Regions from separate parts of the Mus musculus genome. Here region 2 is linked to region 1. A link is a contact called in public Micro-C data. All regions are on one chromosome and are shown on one strand. The core of a region is the stretch at or near the end of the contact, and the rest is flanking DNA. Distances in the headings are between cores, read along the strand shown.

What was found. A called contact is a pair of places that touch in the nucleus more often than the background predicts.
Region 2: a Micro-C map of stem cell-derived neurons shows a contact between it and region 1, with 9 times the contacts expected there. The contact joins two enhancer-like sites. A contact is called at or near these places in 1 of 15 datasets of contacts at CTCF or cohesin (the G1E-ER4 cell line), 74 of 484 Hi-C or Micro-C datasets (3T3-L1-derived adipocytes, the 63-12 cell line, the AtT-20 cell line and 49 more), 6 of 115 datasets of contacts at active chromatin or transcription factors (astrocytes, bone marrow-derived dendritic cells, embryonic stem cells and 2 more) and 3 of 9 other capture datasets (embryonic stem cells, liver and pancreatic islet).

Annotation. Positions count from the first base shown.
Region 1 is chr12:16,564,605-16,572,454 of GRCm38.p6, forward strand. Lpin1 (lipin 1) reads right to left here. Exons shown (of 21, transcript NM_015763.4): 6 at 6,560-6,658; 7 at 3,786-3,915; 8 at 787-1,093; 9 at 1-15. Among named protein-coding and RNA genes, the nearest start is that of Lpin1, 21 kb to the right of the region's middle. Within about 2 kb of position 4,562, at least 73 of the 459 cell types and tissues checked have an H3K27ac peak or open chromatin away from gene starts, as enhancers often do. A contact at or near this core is called in stem cell-derived neural stem cells and stem cell-derived neurons, where this site is marked.
Region 2 is chr12:16,715,288-16,723,137 of GRCm38.p6, forward strand. Greb1 (gene regulated by estrogen in breast cancer protein) reads right to left here. Exons shown (of 35, transcript NM_015764.4): 9 at 5,560-5,688; 10 at 1,889-2,002; 11 at 1,341-1,484. Among named protein-coding and RNA genes, the nearest start is that of Ntsr2, 66 kb to the left of the region's middle. Within about 2 kb of position 3,809, at least 16 of the 459 cell types and tissues checked have an H3K27ac peak or open chromatin away from gene starts, as enhancers often do. A contact at or near this core is called in stem cell-derived neural stem cells and stem cell-derived neurons, where this site is marked.

The DNA.
Region 1 (7,850 bases), core at 3,312-5,811:
GTCGGCTCCGTTTATCTGAAAGAGTACATGGAATGGATCAGAAATGTGTTAGCCCAGAAACCAACTCAGGAGCTCCATCTCCAAGAACAGCGTCCGAGCCCAAAGTGCAGTACCATGGCTGCCTCCCCGTCCCCTCCCTTTCCCCGTGCCCCTCCCCGCATGAGCCACACACCGAGATGCCAACAAGTGCACTGCAGAACTCCCTTCTGCACGTCCCAGAGGGAGTGACATCACAGCACTCATCCACAGAGGGCCTGACGGGTTTTAGTCCCTCAACAGTAAAGCTGTCGCTATGATTACCTTAATTGATAGCTGCAGACAACAAAACCTTGCCTGAACACTTCCCTGCTGACACTCTAAGACACAGCATCCCTATGGCTGCATGATGGGTCCTGGGGCACTGTGTTCACAGACTTCCTCTCCACTTCATGCTGGGAACTGTGTGGCTGGCCCATACCAACCCACAGTGCTGCACAGTGCTACCTGGCTAACTGGGGTGAGGCTGTGTCATCACTACTTGGCACCGGTGTAAGCTGGTCAGACATCACTGTCCCTGTCACGGTTGGGAACCACGGATCTCTAACACTGCTAAGCATGTCTGGCCTCACACTAGGACAAGGGGCACTCAATCTCCTCACGAGTCGAGAAAGCACAGGTTGAAGATTAAACACAACAGATGCCGTGGGCCTGGGTCTTCTGTGATATATTTGAAACTTTGCATGAGGCTGGAGTGTCTCTGGTGTGCAGCCTGGAAGTACGTGGGGAGCCCCATGCTCGGCTTCATACCTTTCTTCCTGGAAGGGGAATCTGTCTTGCTCGACGACTGTGCGGTGTTGGGATATGGGGCCTTGAGCTCTTCGGCCACGGGTGAAGGTGGGGCTGCCGCCCCCAAGGACTCGAGATCCTCCTCGTTCACAAACTGCATTTCCGTCTGGGCCTTACTCTGGTGGATGAGCAGTCCCCGGGCCATTGTTGGCGACTGGTCACTAAAAGTATCTGAAGACTCGCTGTGAATGGCCTGAAAATTCATTTTATCAGGAGTCTTCCGGCTCCCTAAGGGGCTGGACTCTTTCATCTTGTGTGGAGAAGAGGACTAAGGAAGGAGAGACAAAAGAGGGAAGGGGGCTTTGAGGAATGCTGAAAGCCCAGGCAAAGAGAAAAGCTAGGAAGTTAAACAACAGGAGGTCAGTTAACAGTCCGTGGCACCCGCCTAGAGAACCCAAGAGCAGGATCTCCGAAGCTTGCAGAGAGAACATCGTGGCCCTGGTAGCTTCTCTTTCTCGTGGCAAATGCTGCCCCAAACACATGGGTCCCAGGTTTTCACCTGCATTGCCAAGGCTGAGCAGCCAGAGAGCACACAAGTGTCTTTGGGAGGGGTGGCATGGCACGGTGGGAGCTGTGGACACTTGGGTCCAAAACTGAATCGAAGACAAGGAGGAGGGACACTGTTGCTGGCTATGACAACTCTGATCCATCTACCTCGTGTGCACCTTCACGGGGCCATCCCTGCTGCAGAGCAGGAGCCCCCGCCCACACGGGAAGTGGGTCTCACGGTAGGACATCCTTCAGAAATGAGAATAAATGCATCCCATCTATGCAGGACAGTGTGGGGAAGGGATCCTGCAAGAGCAATCTCTGTTACCACAGAGCAGGAGGGTGGGCACTCAGCATGGACAGCAGCTAGAACGGGTAAGGCTCTCCCTGCTGCTGGCCACGCGCAGTCTCTCTGGGACCTGGGATCAGGATGCATCGATATGCACCCACTGTGCAAATACAGAGCTGCTTACTTAAAACCTGCATCTCTCTAGACACACCTATCAGATTTCACTAAACTTTCTCCCCAAAAATGGGACTGGAGAAGACATGGTGGTGATCAGTTTGCACCAGAGGGAATTTACCATGCAGACATCTGCAGTTACAAAAAAAGGAAGACAAACGAAAACTGATGCGCACAGGCAGGCCCTCCCTAGCTGATATCCCTGGGCCCCTCACAGACAGAACCAGGCCACGGTAGGTAGATCTGCAGTTAGAGCTGCTTGGCCAGAAGCAGCCAGGTCTGCACTGTCACACTAGCTCTCCAGCAACTGCTGAGGGGGATGTGTTAGGATGGCTGGCTGGACCAGTCCTGAGGCTCACAGACAGAGATTAGAACTCTCCACAGAAGCGCAATACAGCCTGGAAGGGGAAAGAAGCCACCCATAACCAGCCACAAGAGACCCACTCTCTGCATTCACTCATGCACTCATTACATGCACTGAACGGAACTTCAAGGGACCATAATATCCTCTAAGAACCTTGTGATATAGATTTAATGTATATGTAAACGTGTGTGTGTGTGTGTGTGTGTGTGTGTGTGTGTGTGTGTGTGTGTGTGTGTGTGTATACATACGTATTAGATATATCATAGACAGGGTCTTGCTATGTAGAACTTGCAAGACCAGGCCTATCTCTGACTCCCCCTCAAGTGTAGGGATTACAAGAATGCACCACCATATCCAGCCTTTATGATTTATTCTTAAAGGTGGAAATGAAATCATTTAAGATGTCTGTAATGCGCTGAAATATGAGGCACAGTGTCTTGAAACAAAATCCTGTCATCCTGTGTTCTTGGAAGTGTGCCTGATTTATTTATATATATATATAAATGTATATGTAAATATATATGTATGTATATGTGTGTGTATATATATATGTGTGTGTGTATGTATGTATATGTATATGTATATGTATATGTGTATGTATATGTATATGTATATGTATATGTATATGTATATATATATATATTACCAACTGTATATGTGAACTTTACAGGGTGAGAAGATGAGAAACCGAGGCACACCCAAGAAGGAAGAAAGGGAATACTGAGCTGGAGAGATGGTTCGTAAGTTGGGTTCCCAGTACCCACATCTGGTAGCCCAAGCTACCTAATCATAGCACACTACCTGGGACTCCAGCTCCAGGGAATCAATGCTCCTGGTCCCCTTGGGCGCTTGCATTTATATGCAAATGCACACCATGTACATCATTACAAAATATTTTTTAGAGAAGACTTGAGGAAGTGACTTCACACACCATCTCTTTCAGCTTATCTGTCTATTCATATATTTTACTGATAAGGATATGCAGGCTTCCCCATGTCCAAGATCACCTTGCTGTCAAGTGCAGTGGGGAACTCACACCCAAGGCAATGCGCCTCCCAGACCCTCCTGGCCTCTACCACACGGAGGTTTTCTCCATCTCCTCCGGGGTGTACAAAGGTTTAGGATCAAGACCTCACCAACTAGATGTTAGAACTATTCCCCACTGATGAGCTGCAAGCTTCGCACACTGCGGTCCACTGGCTTCTTCTCGTCCTTACACCGCACACACCCCCATCTCAGCCCCAGTGGCTTCTCTCTACAGGAGAGCCTAGCCTTCCTAGATAACAGCATTTCTTCCAAGGGGCTCAGATTGCACCGCTCCATTCCTACGACATGATACCTCTCTAACCACCATGGGCCTTGGGGAAGTAAGGCTGCAAAGAAGCTAGGGTCTGTACACAAGCTGCGTTATCTTCTTTACTGACTTTGCATTTTTATATTTAATATATATTTTATATTATATTTGCGATATACAGTGTAGGTTCTTTTGTTCAAAATACACAGCCACACCCTGCCCAGAGGCACACTTGCTGAGTCAGCACCCCGGGAGTCCATCCCTTTACAAAGCTGGGATGGTAATTCCACACAGATGGAGCTAACTTACACACCCTCGATGCACCGTAACACTGAGATTCAAAGGCTTACCTTTGCAGCCTGTGGCAATTCACCCCACAGCCAGAGCATTTCCAGGTTATTCTTTGGCGTCAACCTGTCTGCAGACTTACTGACCAGCTCAGAGTCACTTTTTGGTGTTGAGGGCCGGGAGCCTGAAGGACTTAAGGAAACACAAAACCATGATTTGAATGGGGGGAAAATCAGAAAACAACAACAACAGCAGCAAAACAACAAAGTAAAAAATAAAAAACCTTTGGTTTTGTCTCAGAGTCAAAGGTTCTAGTAACCCAGAAGATACGTCCCTGGGGCCGTTCCCTCTGACAAGCCTTCCTTTGGCCACTAGAGGTCACTGTTTACCACCTCTAACAAGGTAACAAGGTGGCCAGCCTTGTAGCCAAACTGAAGGACAGTAAAAGGAGCTATAACTTGAGAGGTGAGGGGGATAGAATCAGAAATGGAAATTCTCAATAAACTAAAGAAAGGAGGAGGAGAGAAGGAGGAGGACGGAGAAGAGGAGGAGGACAGGGGAGGACAGAGATGAAGAGGCGAAACAATCAGAGGGGCAAAGAGAGCAAAAGTGGGGAAGGGTTCTTGGGTACAAACTGCTGTCCTTTGTCACACACAGGCTTCTCACCCGTGCTCTCACTTTCCTAGCAAGCACCAGCTCTCCAGCAGGTGCAAAGGGGTCCTGACCAGCTGACACTGTATCCCAGGTTTAGACACTGGCTTTGAGAACAAGGAAAACACCCTGTGTGCCAACTTCACTACACTGGATCACCAGGCAGCTGTCTCCAGGAACCTATCAAACAAAGGCTTTCTGTGTCACCTCACTGTGCTGCTCCTAAGTGACAGTGACGCGCCTCCATTCCACGGCACACATTTTTACTTCTAACATTTGAACCAAGTCTCATGTCTGTTCGGCCAAATTAACGGGCCAAAAGTATCAATGCAGACCCACGATTCTCACAGACACCAAGCTACAAGGCCGGAAGAAATGTCATAGTTCTCTTTCTTTTTATTCTCCCACACCACTTCCCTCAAGAGGAACATAGCAGCCCTTTCACACAAAGCAGGAAATGGCTTCTCTACAGCCCCTATCCGTTCCCCTGGCTGTGCCAAATCTCACTTATCTGAGTCCCATTGCCAACTCAAGATGGCACTTCCTGTTGGTTAAAGAAGAGCCCCGTAGTGCACACAACTCCGTGGCCAAGTGAACTTGTATCTATTTGAGAGATTTTCTACATAGCTAGCCTGGCCTTGTATGGTGCTTCCATAAAGCCAGACCTCAGGCTCTTTGACCCTCGTTTTACAGTGAGGCACAAAGGGCTTCCCCCTTCCCTTGGCACCCGCTGACCACTGATCTTCCCAATGAAAGCACACTACCATAGGGCAACCCTCATGGTCTAGCCTGACTGGGGAGGAGGCTCCTGGTAAATCATATTGTGAGAGCTTCTACGATAGAACCCTACACCATACAGACAAGACACACACACAAAAAGAGCTTCTACAATAGAACCCTACACCATACACACCACACGGGAACTGGAGAGGTAGCTGGGAAGGTGGAACACTAAGGAGAGTTAACAGTTCTTACAGAGGACTGGAATTCCCGGTACCCATACAGGCTGCTCACAGCTGCCTCTAACTCCCACTCTAGGGAACCCAGTGTCCACTTGTAGACGTCACTTACACAAGCACACAGCCACCTACATGAATGCGCACATATGTGCTTTGAAGAGGGGGAGTCAGTACTTATAATTAAATGTAAAATCAATTTTTAAATTTTAAGTCAAATAAAATTGTAACAGTTATGATCCCCAGACAGAAATTAATCAGTGCTTACTTTGATTATAAAGTTTCAAAAGTAGATGAGGAAATGTCCACAAAATTAACAATACCGAGGGGATGTGGGGGAGGCCCTGATAAAAACACAAGCCCATGCCCCAAGACTGGTCCTAAGCCGTTCTTCTAAATTCTGCTCTAGAAATGCCGTGGAGATTGTGGGAACCCATTATACAGAAAGCCTAATAGGCTGTTTAAATATTTATAGTAAGTGGCTATTCTAAAGTGGTGCTCTAAAATTAGCTCAGAGACTTGTCTGTCAATTGCCCCACCACAGAAAACATGGTCTCTCAGTCTCCAGCTCCTTGTCCGGATTTTCAAGGCCACTCACAGAGTCAAGCAGCACCTAGGACAGACCATCTGAGGAATTCTAAGCAAGCCTAATCAGGGCTCATTGCTTAAGAATGCATGCTCACCAGGCGTGGTGGTGCACGCCTTTGATCCCAGCCCTCTCCGGAGGCAGAGGCAGGCGGATTTCTGAGTTCGAGGCCAGCCTGGTCTACAAAGTGAGTTCCAGGACAGCCAGGGCTATACAGAGAAACCCTGTCTCGGGAAAAACAAACAAACAAACAAAAAAACCTCATGCTCCTCTTCCAGAGGTTCTAGGTTAAATTCCCAGTGCACCCACAAGGTAGCTCTCCATCCTTCCCAACTTCAGTTCTGGGGGGACCCACCGCCCTCTTCTGGCCTCCTCAGGCACTGCATGCATGTGGTACACAGACATACATGATGCAGGCACACATTCAAGCATATCAAAGTAAATACATCTTTAAAATAAACATGTCTAATCGCCTACTTACAACTTAAAACGAAAGGAAGTATTTTTTCATAAGTAAGTTGGTTAGTGAGCACAACTGATTTTAAGTGTTAGATCAAAATTTGTTTTATATCCTGCGAGTTAATTTTCATTGCAAGTGATTGGAGTTAGAATTAGATCACAGCTTCTGTAAAAACAGGTCTACCTTTCCGAAGCATGGAAGTGGCAAGACTGCAGAGGACAAGAGCTAGAGAGAACTCCCTCGGCCAGGTGAGGGGGAGTCCTCTGGCAATCTACCAGGCTGCTGGAGGCACCGGACGGACACACAGCAAAAAGAAAGGGGGGGAAAATGTCACAGTCAGTTAAACGAAATGTTCTACCACTGCTTGTGGCTCTCAGCACAACGACTCTAAGAAATGGAAACGTTTGGCTGTCACCCAGCACCAGCAAAAGGCCAGCTACCTTGAAATCCGTAGGAAATCAACGTGACCTTTCTCTTGCGCTCGTCTCCTGCTACCCAGGCTGCCTCAAACCAGCTTTGTAGCTGAGGACGACCTTGAACTGCCCGGTTTTCCACCCTGACAGGGAATGAATCCAGGGCATCATGCGTGCTAAGCAAGCACCCACTAACCTGAGCTACCTCCCTACACCATCAGCATGAACTTCCTGGGATGCAAAGATAGGAAGCTGCCAAGACCCATTTCCCATTTGATCCTTGTGCCTTCAGCCAAGGCAAGACCACACATGTCTGGTTGAACCTCAGCATAGAATCAAACTCCATGATCTACAGACTCAGACATGGGCGCTCTCTCTCTCTCTCTCTCTCTCTCTCTCGTTTCCTATAAAACACATTATTCCAAGTGTGGACGACGTAAGAATCTATGTATCCTTATGTTCAATCCATGTGACAACAGTCACATAATCTGATGCCATCAGTATCCTGGACTCACAAGGAGAACAAGAGAGACAGTGAGTCCCTCCCTGGGCTGTCCTAAACATTCCTTTTACATTCTTCAGATTAATGAAGAATAGGTTTCATCAATCAATTAACAGCGTCTAAAGACGGTGCTCTGTTTTCTTCCTAAGTCAGTATGTCTTCTCTTCTTTGGGATCATCTCCCTGAACCAGGACAAGAACACATGAGGTTCCAGGCATCTTAGAGAGGTGTAGATAGTTGTCTGCTGGGTCCAAAGAATGGATCACTGACCTAAAAGGTTTATTATGAAAACAATATTTAAAATATCTCATTAATGTTTTTAAATGGATTACTCTGTGAAATGTGGGTCGAATAAAATCTTTTAAGTTAATTTGATTTTTTTGCAAAGGTTTTTTTGTACTTGTGTTTGTGTGCATGTGTGCATGCATGTTGCTTTTGTCAGGGCATTTTATTACAACAATAGGAAAAGAAATTAAAACAACATGTCTAATATAAAACTACATACATATACATATTTATATATATACATACATTCACACATGCATATATATATACTTAC
Region 2 (7,850 bases), core at 2,559-5,058, 150 kb after region 1:
ACAGCCGGCATGTGTGTCGCAGTGAGGACTGTTCGCCAGACGTGTGACCCACCACCACGCCTTGCACCCTCCCAAGGATCGTTAGCTAACAGAGTTAACAAAACAGGTCGGTGTCTAGACCCAAAGATCAGAAAGTGAACAACCTTGAGGAGTGCTGGAGTGGATGTTAGAATCCTTCTGATGACAGCTCTTAGGGTAGACCTGCCCAAGCAGGGGTCTGACCCCTTCTTTGTCATCATTAGCTACATGACCTTAGACAAGAACTTGACCTTCTCTAAGCCTTTGCACAATGGGGAGATGGTAAATGCTCAGTTATGCTGAGAAAGAATGTCCCTCTTTGACTCTCACTATGGGACTCCATGAGCCACTTCCTGAGAAAAACTTTCTCAAACTCAAAGTGTGACAGATTTGCTAAGACATGTGCTGGCCCCACCCACATCTCCAAGTTTCAGAATTTAGGTATGTTCTGTCTCTGGGGCAGGCCTGTGAATCCAACTTTCTGTTTACTCCCCTCTGGTGCTGAGGTGCGGGGTCAGCTGGACAGCACCGTTCACAAATGTGCCAGCTTACAAGCGGCACTGTGGCTACCTTAGAAAAGGGATGCCACGCTTGTCATGCAAGGGGCTGCCGGAAGCCCCCCTAAGAACCGGATGAAAGCTAAGTTACAGAGCTGCTGGCCTGGCCGGGAAGCTGAGGTGGGCATCAGGGAAGGAAGTGCGCTCGAGCAAAGCAGAGACTGCGCTGAGTTTGCTCAGTGTGCGATGCCGGTCTGTGAGCCGGGGTCCACCTCTGAGTCCTGCAGCCTGTCCCAGTTCTGCAGCCTCGCCTCTCTCACCCATTCACCCACAGAACAGCATGAAAGAGCTACAATGCTACCTCCAGGTAACCTATACTAGCCACCACACAGAGGAGATCAAATCCTCTCTTATCTAATGCTTCTGGAACAGTGACTATGTCTGAATGCTGCACAATCCAAAATGACTGGTGGCTTGGGGTGACAGTGGAACAAAGCCACGGGGTTGCTTCGTCCATCCCCCGAGTCCTCCGCAGTAGCTGGACGAGTACAGCAGGGATTCAGTGAAACAGAGAATGAAGGAAAGGACAGCAGATGAGCAAGCAGTGAGTGTCCTGGGTAATGTCACTATGCCCCTGCTGGGACAAACTGTGTCGTTCTCGGCCCTCTGGAGCCTGGGGCCGCTTCATTTGATCATTGCCCTGGATAGCATCCAGATTCGCTCAGGAAGATGCCTATGGACTCGGACTGAGAGGAGGTCACAGTTTCGTGTGGGAGTCCTTGCACACTTCGCTACCTCCACTGCTGGGTGCACTGCTGTACTTGCCTTTAAATATCACTGGCTTGGCCTTGCATATTTTCAGCAAGTTGTCCGGAACAGACACTGGTTCACCAGAGGCCACCACCGGGAAGGTGACTGAAGCTGGTCCCACCAAGCCAGCCTGGGGCACACAAGGTATGCTGGTACCTTCTAGAAACACAGCAAGTAGATTAGTAAAACACAGCAAAGGAGGCATCTGTCCCCAGCCCGCCCAACATCCACCCGCCCACAAAACTGCTGCCTCCATACTCATAAACCTGTGGACTCACTCAGCCCCACCTTCCCCGCCAATAAACACTGTCCACACCATCAGCTGAGGAGCTGCTTGGAGACCTTGCTAGGTCAGGGGGCTGATACAGAACTATCACAGGAGACTGGACCTCAGGAAGCAGCAGGAACATGAGAAGAGGTCCTTCTGCTATGCCAGGGTCTGGCTGCTCAGAACCCCCTTGTACATCTGCCTGCCCACGTGTGCATATATGCACACATGCTGCTAGCAGGCCACCACCACTGGTACCCAACTTTAGGATTTGGGCAAGGCCTTAGCCACTTACCGTGCTTGGCTCTGTTGCCACCACCCTGAATGAAGCCACCATCCGTGGTTGATTTAGACTCCGGGGACCACCCTTTGTGCCGTTTTTTGGGAGGCCCAGAGTTTGGCAAGATACCTAGACAATAGTTAAGAGCATGGGTTAGGCCACCATTGGAAACTGGCATCAATAAAAACCTTTCCTGATTTGGAGTGTCCGTCTGTTTTGTTTTGTTTACAAAGGTAGGGCTCAACTCCAGGACCTTGCACGTGCTAGGCAGATGTTCTAACACTGGGCTTAACCTTAACACTATCCTTAGCCCTTGGTAGTTTTAAAAATCACGGCCTTTAAAAAAAAATCACAGCCTTACAATGGGTTTTAAGCTCTAGTCAAGTCTCTAGGCAAAAGGAAACACCCTGTCCATTTTTATAATGTTTCACTCCACAGTTGCATTTAGGCTGCACCTCTCTAAGATGCATTTTTAAAAAACGGCCATAATAATAACAAAATCTAATGAGAAAGTGGTTTAATCAGAAGTAGAGAGAATACAAGTAAAATGCTTAAATGAAATGCTTAGCCAAGGGTTTGGGCTCAGTAAACTGCAGCCACCAGCATCAACCTCCTATTACTGAAATGTCCAGCACTCAGTGCACCAACACAATTTTGCCACTTGAGGGCAGTGCTGATCCACTGCACACCCCCTTCCTGCCCTCCAACCCCACTGTCACCCCCCATCCAACCTGGACAGCTAATGTCACATGTTGCAAAGGAAGACCAGAGGCTGGACCCACTGTTGCATGTGAGTCTCTGCCCACTCTAGACGGCAACATGCTCATGACTTAAATCTATTTGTAAATTATTCAAAGTACCAAGAATGGGCCACCATATTTTCTTGAAAATCCTGACAAATTTTCTCATCTCTAGAGCCCCTTGTCTTAACCCTGCTGTACTTTAAATTCACCTGGACACTTTTAAAACCACCTAGCCAAGGGTGGCGGTGCATGCCTTTAATCCCAGCACCCAGAAGACAGAAACAGGCAGATTTCTGTTGAGCTCAAGGCTAGCCTGGTTTACATTGTAAGTTCCAGGCCAGCTAGGGCTACATGGTGAGACTCTGCCTTTAAAAACAAGATAAGCAAACAAAAACCTGTCTGTCTGAGCACAAGCCTAGTCCAAGGAACTCAAGTAGCTCAGCATGTGGGGAGCGCGTCATTCTGATAACTGGAGCTCCCAGATGATCTGAACCCAGGCTGAGGGTAACATCACCTTCAGTGGAAGCAGAGAGCACACACAGACCTGGAAGATGCTCATCCAAGCTGTCTCTGCTAGACTCTCCTTAGAGCTACCACAGAGGGCCTCTGAGTTAACGGTAAGGGTGCACATGCTGTCACTAGTAGTGCACATGCTGTCACTAGTGCCTGGGTTTTTCTGAAGCCTGAGGCAGTTTGAGATTGACTGTCGTAGAGTCCCTCCAAAGGGACCTCAAATGCAACCTCATCATTAGACAGACCAAAGCAGAAGAAAATAGAGAGAAACAAAGTAGCACAGGGTTGAAGGGCATGAAGTACTTTCCCTACAAAGCCCTTTCAAACCGGCAGGTTTCTTTGCATCAGAGATAGGGCCCTACCTCTGCACCAGGTGTTCAGCTCGCACAACACTAGTCCCAGAAACAGAGGAAGAACTCCTCAGAGAGAGGACGGGCCGCTCCTCTAGGAAGTGCTTCTGAACTACTAGAGGGCAGGGCTGCAGCTGAGGATTCTCTTCCTCCTCTAGAAGGTTAACAGGAAATGCCTCTACTGGGACTCTTCCCCAGTAAGTACTCTCAAAACATCAGATACCAGCGTACCTGGTAGAGGGGACCCCATCTGGCATTTCTGAGGAGGAGGTCCCCTGCTTCCTTAGAGCCCAACCCTCGTCTGAGACAAGGCTCCTAGTTCATATCCTCCACCAGGGGGCAGCATTTCACTGAGAGCAGCCAGTGTCACTCAGAAGGAGTTTCCTACACACTGCTTTTGAGTGTCTCCTTCCCCCAAGGACAGAAGGCATGATAGCTCTGATTAATATGCCTGTACTCAACTCTGTGACTCGGGTGAGCCAGTGTCTCTGACTTAGTCCCTCTCTCTGTCAGGCTCACCAGAGCCGTGTGCTGGGACTTCAAGAATTCTTTAATGGGAGAGGAGACTATGGCCCTGAGTTGAGCTCTAAAGGCCATCTAACAGAGGTGGGGTGAGCACTTAGAGACGGGATAGAGTGTGAACATCATGTTGAGCCACCAAGGCAGTGAACAGCTGAAGGCGGAGAATGGGGTTCAACGGGCTGATCCCAGAAGATCTTTTAAGGCTCCAGCAGCCTGGAGTTTAAAGATCTCCATTCCCCACACAACTCCACAAAGTAGGCTTGGGGAGTTCAAGTCCAATCCTGAGGGAGCCTCTGTAGGCTACTGCCCAAAGCCAAGCTCCGGGCCCAGGCTGAGCAGAGCTGGCACACTGTTGCCTGAGGTATGAGTTGTATGACACCAGGACTAAGTGTCTTCTAGCTAAGCTCAGGGGGAAAGCCATGGACAGCGAGGACCTCCTGTCCTTATGACCAAGGGCAGTCTTTGGTTATGTGGCTGCTGCTGCATCAGCACCTGGAGGAGAAACAGCCCCTGGAGGAAGGTAGGAGTCTTCAGGGTAGGGTGGGGAATGATAAGGGCTCCAGGAACGTGGAAGCTAGTCAAGACTGAAGAGTCTTGGATCCATGCAGGGGCAGGAGGATTGCATCTACAGAGAAGCCTCTGGGCACAACAGAATTATATTCCAGCCCAGGGTGCTTCTCTGAACCTCAGTCTCTTCCTCAGTGGTAAAAATAAAACTCAGGCACCACACTCTACCCATGAGCTGCAACCCCATTCCTAGGATGGACATTTTCTAAGGATCCTTCCAGTGTAGTGTCTCAGACCCTAAGCGCCAGCTCAGCCCTGTTCACAGAGTCAAGGGAGGAGGGAGAGACAAAGCAAGAAGAGAAGGGGAGCAGAGAAGACTTGATGTCAGAAGGCTTGAAAGCAGAGAAGTCTTGTCCCTAAGACGTGTCCTTAGGAACAGCGATGGTGGGAGAGCACTGGACTGGAGTCTGAAGGCAGTCCCCAGGTCTCTTTGCCCCCTTCCTCCCACAGGTCTCTGGTACTCATTTATCTCCTCCACCAGATATTAACTGGGCAGGCAAGCTTCCGTGGTGGGCTGATGCTGATAACCATCACCTGTATCATTCAGTGATCTCCCAGATGTGCAGTGATTCCATGCAGCATCTGGAGAGACTCTTACTGTCCTCACAGTGGCATACTAACTCCCAAGGAGGGATGGCTGAAGAGACTGCGTGGTCCTATGGCTTACAAGACAGAGCTGGGCTCTGAGTTCATTCTTACCTGTTCTGACATCAATACTCCCAATCTTCCTGACACCTACTTCAGAAGAGGTCACCTACCATCAGCACAGAGCCCTCACTGCCCCTCAGCACACGTGATGCCTCCCACACATGACTCGCACAGCACTGGCTCAGGCAGAGACCGAAGGACATGTGACACTTATCCTGATGCTCACTAATGCAGCATTAGACTCTGGAGGCTCCATGCCTCCAGTCCCATAGCTCCCATGCCCTCTCTGGCCCAGGCCTAGAGAAAAGAAGGACCCCGGCACCCCCAGAGTCAGCAGCACTACCCAAGGCTGAGGGGCGCGGCAGGGCAGACAGGCTACTCTTCACCAGCTGTGGGTGCTTGGGGGAATCCTTGCCATTGAAGACTGCAGGACCTGTTGCTGTGGTCACTGAGGGGTGATCAGAGGCTGGTCCTGAAAGCAGAAAGGATGGAAAGGGGGTCAGACCACAGGCTGCACTAGAGACAGACAAACATACTAGCTCCGTGTTGGTGGGTCCCATCAGGAATGTAGGGATCCTCACATAGTAATTCTGCCACTTAAACACGCACACACACACATGCACACGCACACACACATGCACACACACAGAGAGAGAGATACATACATGCATCCATGTGTGCACATTTGCTTATACACTCAAAAACCCACATACTCATGTATGTGTGCATAGAGAAACACATGCATACCTGTGTGCACATTCTTTCCCATATGGACATACACGTGCACATATGAATGCAAACACATTTCCAAACTTCACAAACATGTACACACATGCACAGTATGCATATAGGAGCATATGCCTGTTCTCCTATTTACACATTCAAGTGCACAGAAGCATACTTAATAAACACACAAATGTACAAGGAACAAATATACACCAATACATGTATGTACACTTAGAAACACATACATGTTCCTCTTACATATGAACATGTGAGCAGACAGACGCATACAAACATGAGCATACAGATGTCATGAACCTTTGCTTTCACCCCAGTGGGTCTAGTGTGGCTAAAGGAAGGACCTGGGTGCATGTGTGGCCAGGCTTCCTAACGCACATCCTCATGTCTGAGATGGATGCTTCTGTTTGCTTCTAGCTTCCTCTACTTCTGGAGTTCAGTTTATATCAACATACAGCCAGGTTTGATGCCTTCCCTAGCTGGTTGGTGTGGCACACACCTTTAATTCCAGCACTTGGAAGGCAGAGATAGGCAGGTCTCTTAGTTTGAGGCCAGCCTGGTCTACAGAGTGAGTTCCAGGATAGACAGGATTATACAGAGAAACTCTGTCTCAAAAACAAAAGAAAACAAAAAATAAATCAAGGAAGGCTGGCGGGTGGGTTACTGACTGCATCTGAGCTACTTAGAGGGTTCCGGCTCCCCAAGTTTTGGGAGTAATTCTGGGGACAACCATGGATCCTGTTCATAAGGAGGTCTCCACTAGCTGGAATAGTCTGGAAGGCTTTTAAGTGGAAGCAACATGTGGGGGCAGAGCCCTGTGACAGTTAGAATGTGGTCTGGGGCTGACTACGTTGTGTCCAAACCACAGTCCCACTGCTTATGAGCTGTGTGACCTGAGACACTAACTGAACCTCTCCAAATTTCTGTGTTCCCTCCATAGAATGGGGTTCAAGGAAGCAACTGGCAGAGCCATTGTATGAAGGACCCAGGTGGATAAACATCCAGGGCATGGAACAGAGCTGGCATGGAACAGGTACCTACCACTGGGGGATGCTGACGCTATAATCTCATTTAGCTCACCCTGTGAGCTAGATGGGAAAGGATCTCCAGGTTTACTCAGGGGAAAGAGTTAAGTTCCCAGAGTTAAGTGAATTGCACAACCAGCATGGATGGTGGCGCTGGCCTCTCCGTCAGTTACTTAGACACAAAAACAGTAGGCTCCCCAGTCCACAGTGAAAAAGGGAGTGAAGGGCCTGGAGGAAGAGGCCAGAGGCCAGCTGTGGAAGGGAGCTTAGAGCCTCGGAAGGACAGCATGTTCCAGCCAGTGACAGATGGGTCCTAGAGCAGAGCCCAGGACCCTGGCTCCACTCCCTGGGCAATATACTGCACCGACTTTCTGGGCAAGAGAAATGAAAACCACCAGTGACCTTTGAGTCCTCAGAAAGGCTGACATTTCTAGGCAACAGCAACCATGCTTACTTACGGACATCTTCTGTGTGACGGTCAGGACCACATGTGTGAAACAGAAACACCTGATGTGCAAGCGTGCCTCCCCTCCGACCCCCTCCATCCCTGTGAGATCCTGGGCAAGCCTCAGCCTCCATGAGCCTCCATTTTCCAAACATGCCACTGTTCACAGGGCATGGTGAGTCTTAGGTGCACATACAGAATAGGCATACCCATCATGGAATAAATGACCAGATCTAACCTCAGACCCGGCTAGAAATCCACCTGAAATGCTGGCTTGGTGCTTGTCATCCAGTGAACTAAGTATGCAGATGGACTCTGATACGGAATCCCACCACTGGGGGAATCACATCCCTTATCAAACAGGAGAGCAGGCAAGCCTTCCCAATGAAAGCCAACATGTACTTGTTGCTAAAACTTACAGAT